2 separate regions of the Muntiacus reevesi genome follow, and region 2 is linked to region 1. Evidence: chromatin contacts called from public Hi-C data. All regions are on one chromosome and are shown on one strand. Each heading gives the region's core, a stretch centred on a gene start, on an enhancer-like site or on the middle of the called end of the contact. The rest is flanking DNA. Distances are from core to core; before and after follow the strand shown. Region 1 holds the start of SPICE1 (spindle and centriole associated protein 1). Region 2 holds the start of NAA50 (N-alpha-acetyltransferase 50, NatE catalytic subunit).

Region 1 (5,432 bases), core at 2,869-5,368:
ACACAGCAAGAAGGGGCTTGCTATGAATCACAAAGAGGACCCTCACCAGAACATGATCATTCTCACGCCTTGATCTTGGACTTCCCAGACTCCAGAACTATGCAAAATAAATTCGTTATTTATAAGCTGCTCAGTCTCCAACATTTTGTTAAAGTAGCCTGAATGGACTAAGACAGTAAATATCTATTGCCTTTTTTTCCCACCTTAATTTAGCCTAGCAAAGCAGCCTGTGATCATTCTAAGATGACTCCCAATGAGTTGTGTGCGTGCCTGGTCGCTCAGTCATATCCAACTCTTTGCAACCCCATGGACCGTAGCCTGCCAGGCTCCTCTGTCCATGGAGTTTTCCAGGCAAGAAAACTGAAGTGGGTTGACACTTCTTCCTCCTGACCCAGGGATTGAACCTGCTTGTGCTCCTGCATTAGGAGGCAGATTCTTTACCACTGTACCACCTGGGAAGCCCCAATGAGTTGTGCCATTCTACAATTCCTTCCCCAAGAGTTTGGGCGAGACCTATGACTATCTTTTTGAGTCTGTTTTGCTTTTCCCCCTGTGACTTGTTTTATCCAACAAAATAAGGCAAATGTGGACATGTCATTCCTGTGATTATGTTATAAAAGTCTCTCTCCTAGGAAAATAGAACAGAAGAAATCTCTCCTGCTGGCCCTGAAGAAGCAAACTGCCATGCTGTGACACTCGATGAAAAAGGCATGTGTCAAGGAACTCCGAGAACTGTGGGCAGCCTCCAGCAGAAAGTTGGTCAGAAGTTGAGAACTCACAAAGCCCCAGAGAAATGAATCTGCCAACCTAAGTGAACTGAGCCTGGAGCAGATTTTTCCCAAGTTGAACCTCCAAATGAGAATGCAGACTCCAACACTTTAATCACAGTATTTAGCTAAGCTATGGATACTGTGAGATAATAAATGTGTGCTGTTTTAAACCACTAAGGTTGTGATAAAATGTTATTCAGCATAGAAAATGTACATAATCGTATATGGACATGAGAGTTGGACCATAAAGAAGGCTGAGCACTGAAGAACTGATGCTTTCAAACTGTGGTGCTGGAAAAGACTCTTGAGCAAAGAGATCAAACCAACCTGAAAGAAAATCAACACTGAATATGCACTGGAAGGACTATGCTGAAGCTCCAATATTTTAGCCACCTGATGTGAAGAGCCGACTCACTGGAAAAGACCCTGATGCTGGGAAAGACTGAGGGCAGAAGGAGAAGGGGGGGTAACAGAGGATGAGATGGTTGCATGGCATCATCAATTCAAAGGACATGAGTTTGAGCAAACTCTGGAAGATAGTGAAGGACAGGGAAGCCTAGAATGCTGGGGTCATGAAGAATCAGACATGACTGAGCGACTGAAAAATGAACAACAGAAAATGAAAGCACTGGCCAACTCTAAAATCCAGCCTGTGAATGGTTAAGTTCACCACAGTATAACGAAGCTGCTGTCCCATCTCTGACTTTCCCTTCACCAACCAACTTCATGAAGGAGAAGCCTGTTTCAGCACTGGGATTTACCAAGCCCCAGTTCACTTCAAACTTTTACAACACAGGAACTACTTATGTGCTGAAAAGTATTCTCCTGAACATCATCAATAATTGACCAAGGATCAGACTTTGTGGTCTAAGAAAGGGATTCTGTGCCACTTACAGATACCAGGTATCATAAGGAGCTATATGTTACATGCTGAAAATGTGAAACTACAGAGATAGGCTAATGGTTTACAGGGCTAACAAGTCAAATAACAAAATTAGCATAGAAATTAATTAAAATTAGCATAGAAAATCTGGGTTGGATTTCTTTGGAGAAAATCTAAAAACTAATAGCTTCCTAATTGCTAAAATTATTGGTCCCTATTCTCTGACCTATTGGTTTCCTATTTCTCTGGCCCTTTCCATCTCTACAGATGCACACTCCTGGAACCTTGCCCCTCTTTTAGCTTCCATGACACACTTCCTCCTGGTTTCTCTCCTATTCTTTTCTCTTTTTCTTCACAGGCTCTGTAGGACCTCTTCACATTCTATGTAATCAAGGATCTTCACTCAGTTCTATGTCAGTCTTCTCTTCCTTCCATCAGACACCCTCTCTCTAGGTCCAAGAATTGTTTTTGAGAGTCTACACATGCCAGGCCCTGGCTGGACACTAGAGACACAATAATAAATGAGTTTAATATGGTGTCAGTTCTCATGGAGTTTACTTTCTAGATCACCAAAAGGCGGTTCCCATCTTCCCTCAGCAATCTCACCTACACCCTTGAGCAAAGCTATCAATGCACTGTGTACACAAATGCACTGTGAAAATGAGCCTCAAATCAAAGAGTCACACCTTTCCTCAAACCCCTAACGCTTGTTTCTAACCTGGCTTCTGCGCACATCTCCCAAATATCTCAAATACAATATGGCCAATATACAGCTTAGCATTCATGCCACCTCCCCACCAATCTCTAGTTCTTGATATATAACTGGCTTGGTCAGTAAACACTGCTGAATAATGCTGAACTACAGAATTACCATCCTTCTAGTTGCTCCAGTTTAAAACCTTAGCATCACCTTCCTGTCTCAAAGCTAATTAGATACCAGAATCTATTCATTCTTTCCCTCCAGTATCCCTTTCATGTCCCCTCTTCTGCATCTCTACCATGAATGCATTTTACAGGTTCTCATTATTTCTAATTGATTTTCCTTTCACACATTCTGTCACCCACTTCATCATCCATCTATTACTCCAACAAGTATTTGAAAGCACCTGCCAAGAGCCAGGCGACAGAGACAGCAAGGAAGCAGAATAACTGTGGACTCTGACAGAACTTAGAGTGCCAGACCACAATTAAATGAGCAATTGCAATAAAAGGCTAATGTTGGAAGGAAATTCAGTGCCAAACAAATACCTAACTTACTGTAATTAGTGAGAAAAGGCCACCTCCTCCAACTCCCCTAAAAACGTTTAAGCTGAGAGCAGAACTATGAATAGAAGTTAGAAGTGGGGGAAAGAATGCTACAGGTTGGGGGCGGGGGAGTGCATTTACAAAGGGTTTGAGTGGTTCTATTTGACTAACAAATATTTGAGAGGGTTAGAAAGAGGACGAAGAGAAAGGCAGAGGCCAGAACGTGGCCCTGAGCCCCACAGGAATTGGAACACAATCCTAAAGACATTCAGGAAACACTGAAAGGTTTTAAGCAGGGGTAATTATGATGGGATTTATCCTACCCACTCTGGATAGTGGAAAACTGATCAAAGGGAAACAAGACTTCTTTTCGAACACTGTCCCTCCAGTCATTCCTACCCAGATATACAGATGGAGTTTAGCTCTCCACACTTCACTACCTTCCTCAAAAGATTTTAACAGCTCTCCCCTGCAAAGAGGAATCCAACTCAGCTTGGCACTCAGGCCCTTTCCTCGCTCCGGGTGGCCTGGCTGACTTTTCCGTGCAGTCTTTTCTCCTCTCACATCTCCCACACATCCTAAAACAAAGCTTTCGTCTTCGTATACAGTCCCAGCCTCTCAAGCTCAGCTTTGAACACCTGTCACACTTGCACTCCCTTTCCACGGGGTTAACTCTCACTCACTCTTCAGAACTCATTCAGGGGGACCCTCCTGACAAACCCTTTCGACTTAAACGATCCGCCGTGTCCCCAAGTACTCTGGGGAGTTGATCTTTCTCCTGCGTGATCGGAAATTCCTTGAAAAATACATTACGGCACATCAATCTCTAGCTCTATGCGGAAGTGACCGAAAGCAAAGCGCAGGCGCACTCTCAGGATGCTCTCACACGTAGTGCGCTAGACACAAACACATCCAGACACGCATCCTAACAGGCACATGCACTCGCAAAACACATGGAGTCGCAGGTGCATTTTGTAATAAGGATCCTCAACCCAGACGCCTGAAACCCCAGGAAACAGAGAGGAAGACGCCACCACCACACGCCCCGCCCTGTAGCCCGGGTTCCTAAGACTCCGTGGGGCTGCACGCCTCCGCCCCATCATTGCAACCTGCCTTGTCGTTCCCCGACAGCTGCCTCCACCACGACTAAAACCTCAAGCTCCAGAACCGTCCGCCCCGCCACAAGTTAACTCAGCTCGCCACTTCCGGGATGTCGCCTAGGTTACCGGAGCCCCACCCCATTCTCTTGCGTATATCCGGCAAGACCAGTGCGCAGACGCCTCTCAGTTTGGCTTGTAGTAGGGGATTACTAGTAGTAGTAAAGTCGTTAAGTCGTGTCGGACTCTTGCGACCGCATGGACTGTAGCCTGCCAGACTCCTCTGTCTATGGGATTCTCCGGGCCAGAATACTGGAGTGGATTGCCGTTTTCTTCTCTGGGGCGTTGGGGGGGGGGGGGGGGAATCTTCCCGATCTTGGAATCGAACCCGGGTCTCCTGCACTGCGGGCAGATTCTTTACCGACTGAGCTATAAGGGAAGCCCAGGGGATTACTAGGAGATCTCGAAGAGTCCGACACGACTGAGCAACTGAATTTAACTGAGGAGATTAAAAGGATTTTCTGTGTCCTGCCTTGCCCGGGTGTGCCCAGAGCAGAGTTCCCGGCAAAGCTTTGGAGGATGGGCGTGTAATAGCATTAGTCAGATTCTTGTGAATTCTCGAAAAGAAAGATGTAGCTCTCCACCCCAAGCTTCACATATCACATTTACTTGCTTTCACTTGTGTTTATTCAAAAATGTTTATTAATACCTACCAGTGTGCCAGAGACGGTTACGACGGGGTCCCTATCCTCAGGAAGCTTACTGTATAATAGGAAACAACTATCAACAATACAAAGATAAGATTAAAATTGTGACAAGTGCTAAACATTAGGCATACTAACTAGATACTAAATTTACAGGATTATTTGAATTACTAGAAGGGCTGAAAAGCAAGGATGAATAAATTACCAAAGAAGGGTAAAGCATTTCTGCAGGGGGAGCCACAAATGCAAAGGTGTGTGGCAAGTGCAAGGGAGTGGAAGAAGTCCAGTATGTCTGGTGTTCAGAGAGCAGTGGGAGCTTGATATAAGTAAGGTTGTCCTAATTGGGGGAAGCCAAGACAAACAAAAGCTGTTTGGCCCATGTCAAGATCTTTACAAAGCATTTCATTGGTTAACAGAGTAAATTTGCTCCAATAATGCAACCTCCTTTAGCTCTTGGTTTTCAACTGAAAGGACACACCTGTACATGGGTCACCAAGTACATGTTCAGTATCTTCTAGATGCAGAGAACTGCCTTCTAATAGTTTCTGCTCTGGTTGAGAAAGTTTGATATAGTTCTATTCAATGGTCAATTAATATAATCATCCCCCTGCATACATCTTCAACTCTCTGCCCTTCTCTGAGTTCCTGTAAACTTGGCAAAACCACAGTCCTGGATAACTCAACAGTGGATTTACTAAGTGCCTATATCCTTGCAGGTGAAACTGGAAGACGA
Region 2 (4,895 bases), core at 163-2,662, 220 kb after region 1:
GGGAAGCCCCATACACACACTAAAGTAGTATTTAAATCCTTGTTTTAGGCAGTATGAGATTACTTACAACACGGACTTTTACTCTTTCTTCAAAAGGGTTGTGGAACAGTTTGAAAGCCTTCCCTAACTCAAAACATAGTTACAATTCTTTAACTGACTTGCTACAACAGAAAAAACTCAGCCACCTCAGAAAGCTTTTAACACTGACTTATAAGATTCCATTTCTTTCTCTAAGGAGGGTAAAAGCAAGCAAGGGCTAACTCCGTCAATATTTTAAAACACCGTTTTATGTAATTAATACTTTAACAGTGTGTAACTGAGTAGTAAGTTGACATCTTATCGAAACGGAAATAGTCGAACCAAAATAATCCCTAATTTTGTCCAAGAGGTAACCTGTGAAAGAATATTAACTTTGCCAAACACCGTAAGAAAGCTTGCTAGGAACCCAGGACTCCCTCTCGGCCCAGGAGCAATAGGAAAGTGCTGGAGCAATAGCTCCACCTATTGATGAGTAACACTTCCTTCAACATTTTGGCACCCCAAGTCTCCAATGCTCACGCTCTCTCCCCCTCCTCCACTCGCTCTGACCCAACCCAAATCCAGTTGAGTCACTAGCTCTGAATACTACTATCCGTGCTCTTTATTCCAATTCCTGCTCTCTCCAGAAGGTTCTGCGCCGCTTCCAAGTGTGGATAACCCCGAAAGGTGTCAAAGACCACAGTTCTCAGTGTCGAGCCTGGATCTGAAGAGGACAACCGGACCGCTCCCTCGGAGTGCCGGGCCGCGGGTGGCTCTGCCGTTCGCTCCCGGGGAGCAGGAGGCCTCAGGAGCCTCACAACAGCTTTTCCCCGCCGCCCCGCTCAGCAGCTCTTCTCCAAGCAACCCGCACTCGTCCTCCGGGCCCCAATCCTGGGTTCCCCGAGTCCTACCTCCGCTGGCCCTTCAGCCCGCCAACAGCCCGAGCCGAGCCTCCGCCCCCTCCGTGTGCAGAGAAGCCCAGAAACCTCCCACCGCCGGGTCTTCATCCAGAGTCTCATCCCTCCTTCACAGCCTCTCTCCCGCGCCGGTCGGGCCCTGCCCCGCTGCCCTTCCTCACCCTTTCATCTTCCCCGCCTGCTGAGGCCGTTGTTACCGCCGATATCAACGCCGTTGTCGTCGCCGCCCTGAGCTCTCCGCGCCCTCAGCTCGGGCCACTCAACCCCACAAGCCGGCCTCCTCGCCTAAGGCAAGGAGCTGAGCGGGTGACGGAGGCCGCGAGAGTTTAGCGCGGCCCTGCGTCTTCGGAGGGGGCGGAGGTGCCTCCCGCCGCCGCGCTAGTGCAGCAGCTTCTCCACACGTGCACACGGGGAACTAGCCTCCCGCCCGCCGCCACCAGCCAGACCCGCCGCCGCGCCTTGACCTTTCACCCCGCCCCCTCTGCGCGCCGGCGCGTCGGCCGCCCCTCGCGCAGCCGCACTCCAGGCCTCCCCGTACCCTTCCCCCTCCACTTTAAGACCTCCATCTTTCTACTGGGCTGTGCCGTCTGGCGTCATCTTCCTCCTCCCATTCTTTACGACACAACTTGTGAGGCTTGCTTGGTAGGCCCTGGCGGTAAAATCCGGATTTTTCCACCCCTCCCTCTCCCCTCTCGCACTTCAACAAGCTCAGTCTTCCCTGACTCTGGTCTTCCCAGCTGATAGTCTCCAGTATGACCTTCAAATGCACCTGTCTCCTAAAAAGATTTCATAAATCTTGTTCCTCTAAATGTAAAGAAGCCTGTGGAAAGTAATGAGGTGCTTTTAAGACAAATAAACGTAGTCAACAATTGGCTAGGTAACTTGGCTTACGTCCAACACTTTTCAGTTTCGATATCACGTGATTGACCAAACCTCTAAGCCTGGGGATTTTACCGGCAGGCCCCACGGGGACGGAACTCCATTGCCATTTCCGGTCCCTAGACCACGGCGTAAAGGTCACTTCCTTAGCAATGCACTTTAACCCCTTCCACCCACGCGATTTGCGTTGCACTTTACAACCTGATCTTTGTGGACATTTTTTTTCCTTTCTAAAATCTAATCGCAAGGAAATTAATGTTCAAACGATCCGCTAAAATACAAGCCCCGGAGATGCAGCCAGCCCGGCTGGGGTTGACAGGGCGGAGCTCGGGATCACGTGACGACCTACGCCCGCCCCCGTCTGCAGCTGAAGACTTCCCCTCCCGCAGTGACAGAGCCTCTGGGTCGGTGATCGGTACAGTTTCTGCACCTCGCGCCCCGGCAGGTGAGCGGCGACCGGTAACCGGCGGCTGGTGGGGATAGAAGGGGTGGGAGGAGGAGGAGATGAGAGAATGTGAATAGTGGCCTTTGCTGTCCCAGGCTTTCTCCTGCTGTCATTCTGCCCCGGCGAGGATCTCGTTTCTCCATTTATCTTGACCCCCGCCCCCCTCCCGCCACCATGGTCGCCCCTACAACTTAGGGGTTGAGATGTTCACCTTTCTTGGGGCTAGGGGTGAGTGCGGCCATTATGGTTCCCCATTCGAGTCTTTGGGGCTTCGGGTAGTGGGGTTGATTCAGGCATTAGTTGGGGTCTGCGATAGTCTCCAGGTCTCAATCCCCAAAGCCTGTTCTTTGGCAGAGGCCTTGTAAGGTCTTCCTCTTAAGCTCCCGACTCGGGAACCGGGAGATGGGAAAAACCCCGGAGGCAGAGGCGTCTCCTGTGAGACAGGCTTAGGAGAGAATGTCGCGATGCAGACACTCTCTCACTGCAGAGTCACTGCACACTGCTTCCTAGTGTGCATTTTCAGTAATTCTGAGTTTTTATCTGACATCCCTGCGAAAGATATTCACAACTTTTGAATGGGTCTGGAAGGGTAAAAGGTGGCTTTTTACCTTTCTCTTCTCCAATTTTATGGTGTAGAAACGGAGAGGATACTTGAAAGAGTAAAGCTGTACTAGCTTCAAAAACAGGCAGTGTTGTTACTGCGACAGTCTAGATTGAATGAGGAGGCGTTGAAAGATGGTGTTGCGATGTCATGATCTACAGGAGACCCAGGCTAGCTTATGCAGAACTGACTTCCCTGAAAGGGAGTAATTCTACAGAAACAAATTGAAAGATAATAAACCAGTGTGTTTGACCGTAAACTTAAAGGTAAGGAGGTTAAGTCTAAATATTTTTTGCCTTTGACATCCTTTTGCCTTTTCTCCCTAAAATCCTGCTTAATCTCTACTCCCAATCAATTCCTTAACTAATGCTAAATTAATATTAAATAGCATTTGTATCGTTCCTTTCCCTGTTTGTAAAACTCCAGGTGACCTCTTCAGATTTTGATGAATAGTATTTTCTGAAAATGCAGAAATGATTGTTTAGGGTTTTGCCCAACCCAGTGTACTCCCATTTCATGTAGTAACCAATGTAGTAACGTAACCAATGTTTTGACCCCAAACAGTGTGCTTTATGGAAGCATGTTTTTCTGTTTGGGGTTAAACTCTTGTTTACACTACAAATTCAGAAAGTGTCTTCCTGCTTTTAAATTGAAAGGACTTGCAGAAATTGCAAATTTGATTTTTAAAATTTAAATTACACTTTTTCTTAATCTGAAAAATCATTTTCTCAGTTAAACCTTAAAGCCAAGTTCAAAAATAGAGAAACTCGCCTATTGATGCTCATTACTAGATAAGATAATCCGAAATATCTTTCTTGCTTTCTCTAAGTAATGAAGACTACTATTATGCTTTACAGTTTTACTGTTTTGTGCATATATCTTTATTGGTATATATCTTTTCTGTTGAGATGTTTATGTTTCAGTATGTCTGCTACTGATATATAGTTTTATCTATAATTTGCTCCAGAGTGAGATTCCCTGATCTCTAGAGGGCAGAAAAACATAAGCAGTGTTTCTTCATTGCCCAGGTGGCATTTCACCAAATAAGATGAATTCACCAAATAATAAGGATTCTTTAAGTCCAAAAATGGGATAGAGAAAACAGGCTAAAAGGGATTGAGTACTAGAAGAGAAAATGTCAATGTGAAAGAGATTGAATGAGTTTGCACTTTTACTTCACAATTCCCCTGATTTTAGGAATCTTATTAAAGCAATCATTTAGACCACTAATGAAATCTGGAAGATTGGCAGCAGGAATTGGTGACTGAATTACTATTAAAGTTGAATTTGAAAAAGAGTTCTGATATTGTACGCAGTTTTCACAAACAAGTGATCTGTGTGTGGCATGGTGAGACTAGCTTTGTCTATCAATGAGTATTATATGTAGAAATCTCTCAGGGTTTTTTTTTGGCCATGCCTCACGGCTTGAGGGAGTTCCTCCATCAGGGATCAAACCCAGGCCCTCGGCAGTGAAAGGGATGAGTCCTAACTACTGGACTGCCAGGATATTCCCTATATAGAAATCTTAACATTCATTAGAGAACTGTGCTGAAGTTCAGTATTAAATGGCACACAGGGGTTCTTGTGTTTGAGTCCCCAACACCTCTTGTATGCTTACTCTGAAGTCTTGCTTATATGTCACTATCTTTATAGATTATGGCCGGCACCAAGAATGCTTTCTTCCTCTGAGCCAAGCTAGGCACTCACTTCTGTAAAATACTGCACAATATTCTATTCCTCTATTTCACCTCCAGAACACTGTTTTTAATTACTCTTTGCTGGGCTGTACCTTAATAAACTATAAAACTCCTAGGAATTCAAGGAGTGTCTCTACTCTTTGTCTTTAGCTCCTGGATGATGAAGTACTTGATAGGCATTGAATAAATTGTTTATTGACTGAGTATGAGACAACTGGACAGGGAGATTAAGCTAGTTTTAAAATTCCTGCAGATCATAGTGCCTTCTAAGGTAACGCACTAGATACAGGCTTTCAAGTATAAATTGTCAGTAGTGAGTGAGTGAAGTCTCTGTCATG

What was found. A called contact is a pair of places that touch in the nucleus more often than the background predicts.
Region 2: a contact with region 1 is called in a Hi-C map of muscle, with 5 times the contacts expected there. The contact joins the promoter of NAA50 here to the promoter of SPICE1 in region 1. A contact is called at or near these places in 2 of 3 Hi-C or Micro-C datasets (blood and muscle).

Annotation. Positions count from the first base shown.
Region 1 is chr8:37,262,998-37,268,429 of mMunRee1.1, forward strand. SPICE1 (spindle and centriole associated protein 1) reads right to left here and starts at 4,119. Exons shown (of 18, transcript XM_065943656.1): 1 at 4,012-4,119.
Region 2 is chr8:37,486,607-37,491,501 of mMunRee1.1, forward strand. It overlaps NAA50 (N-alpha-acetyltransferase 50, NatE catalytic subunit), which reads right to left and starts at 1,413. Exons shown (of 5, transcript XM_065943402.1): 1 at 1,097-1,413. The coding sequence starts at 1,104. ATP6V1A (ATPase H+ transporting V1 subunit A) reads left to right here and starts at 2,115. Exons shown (of 15, transcript XM_065943396.1): 1 at 2,115-2,259.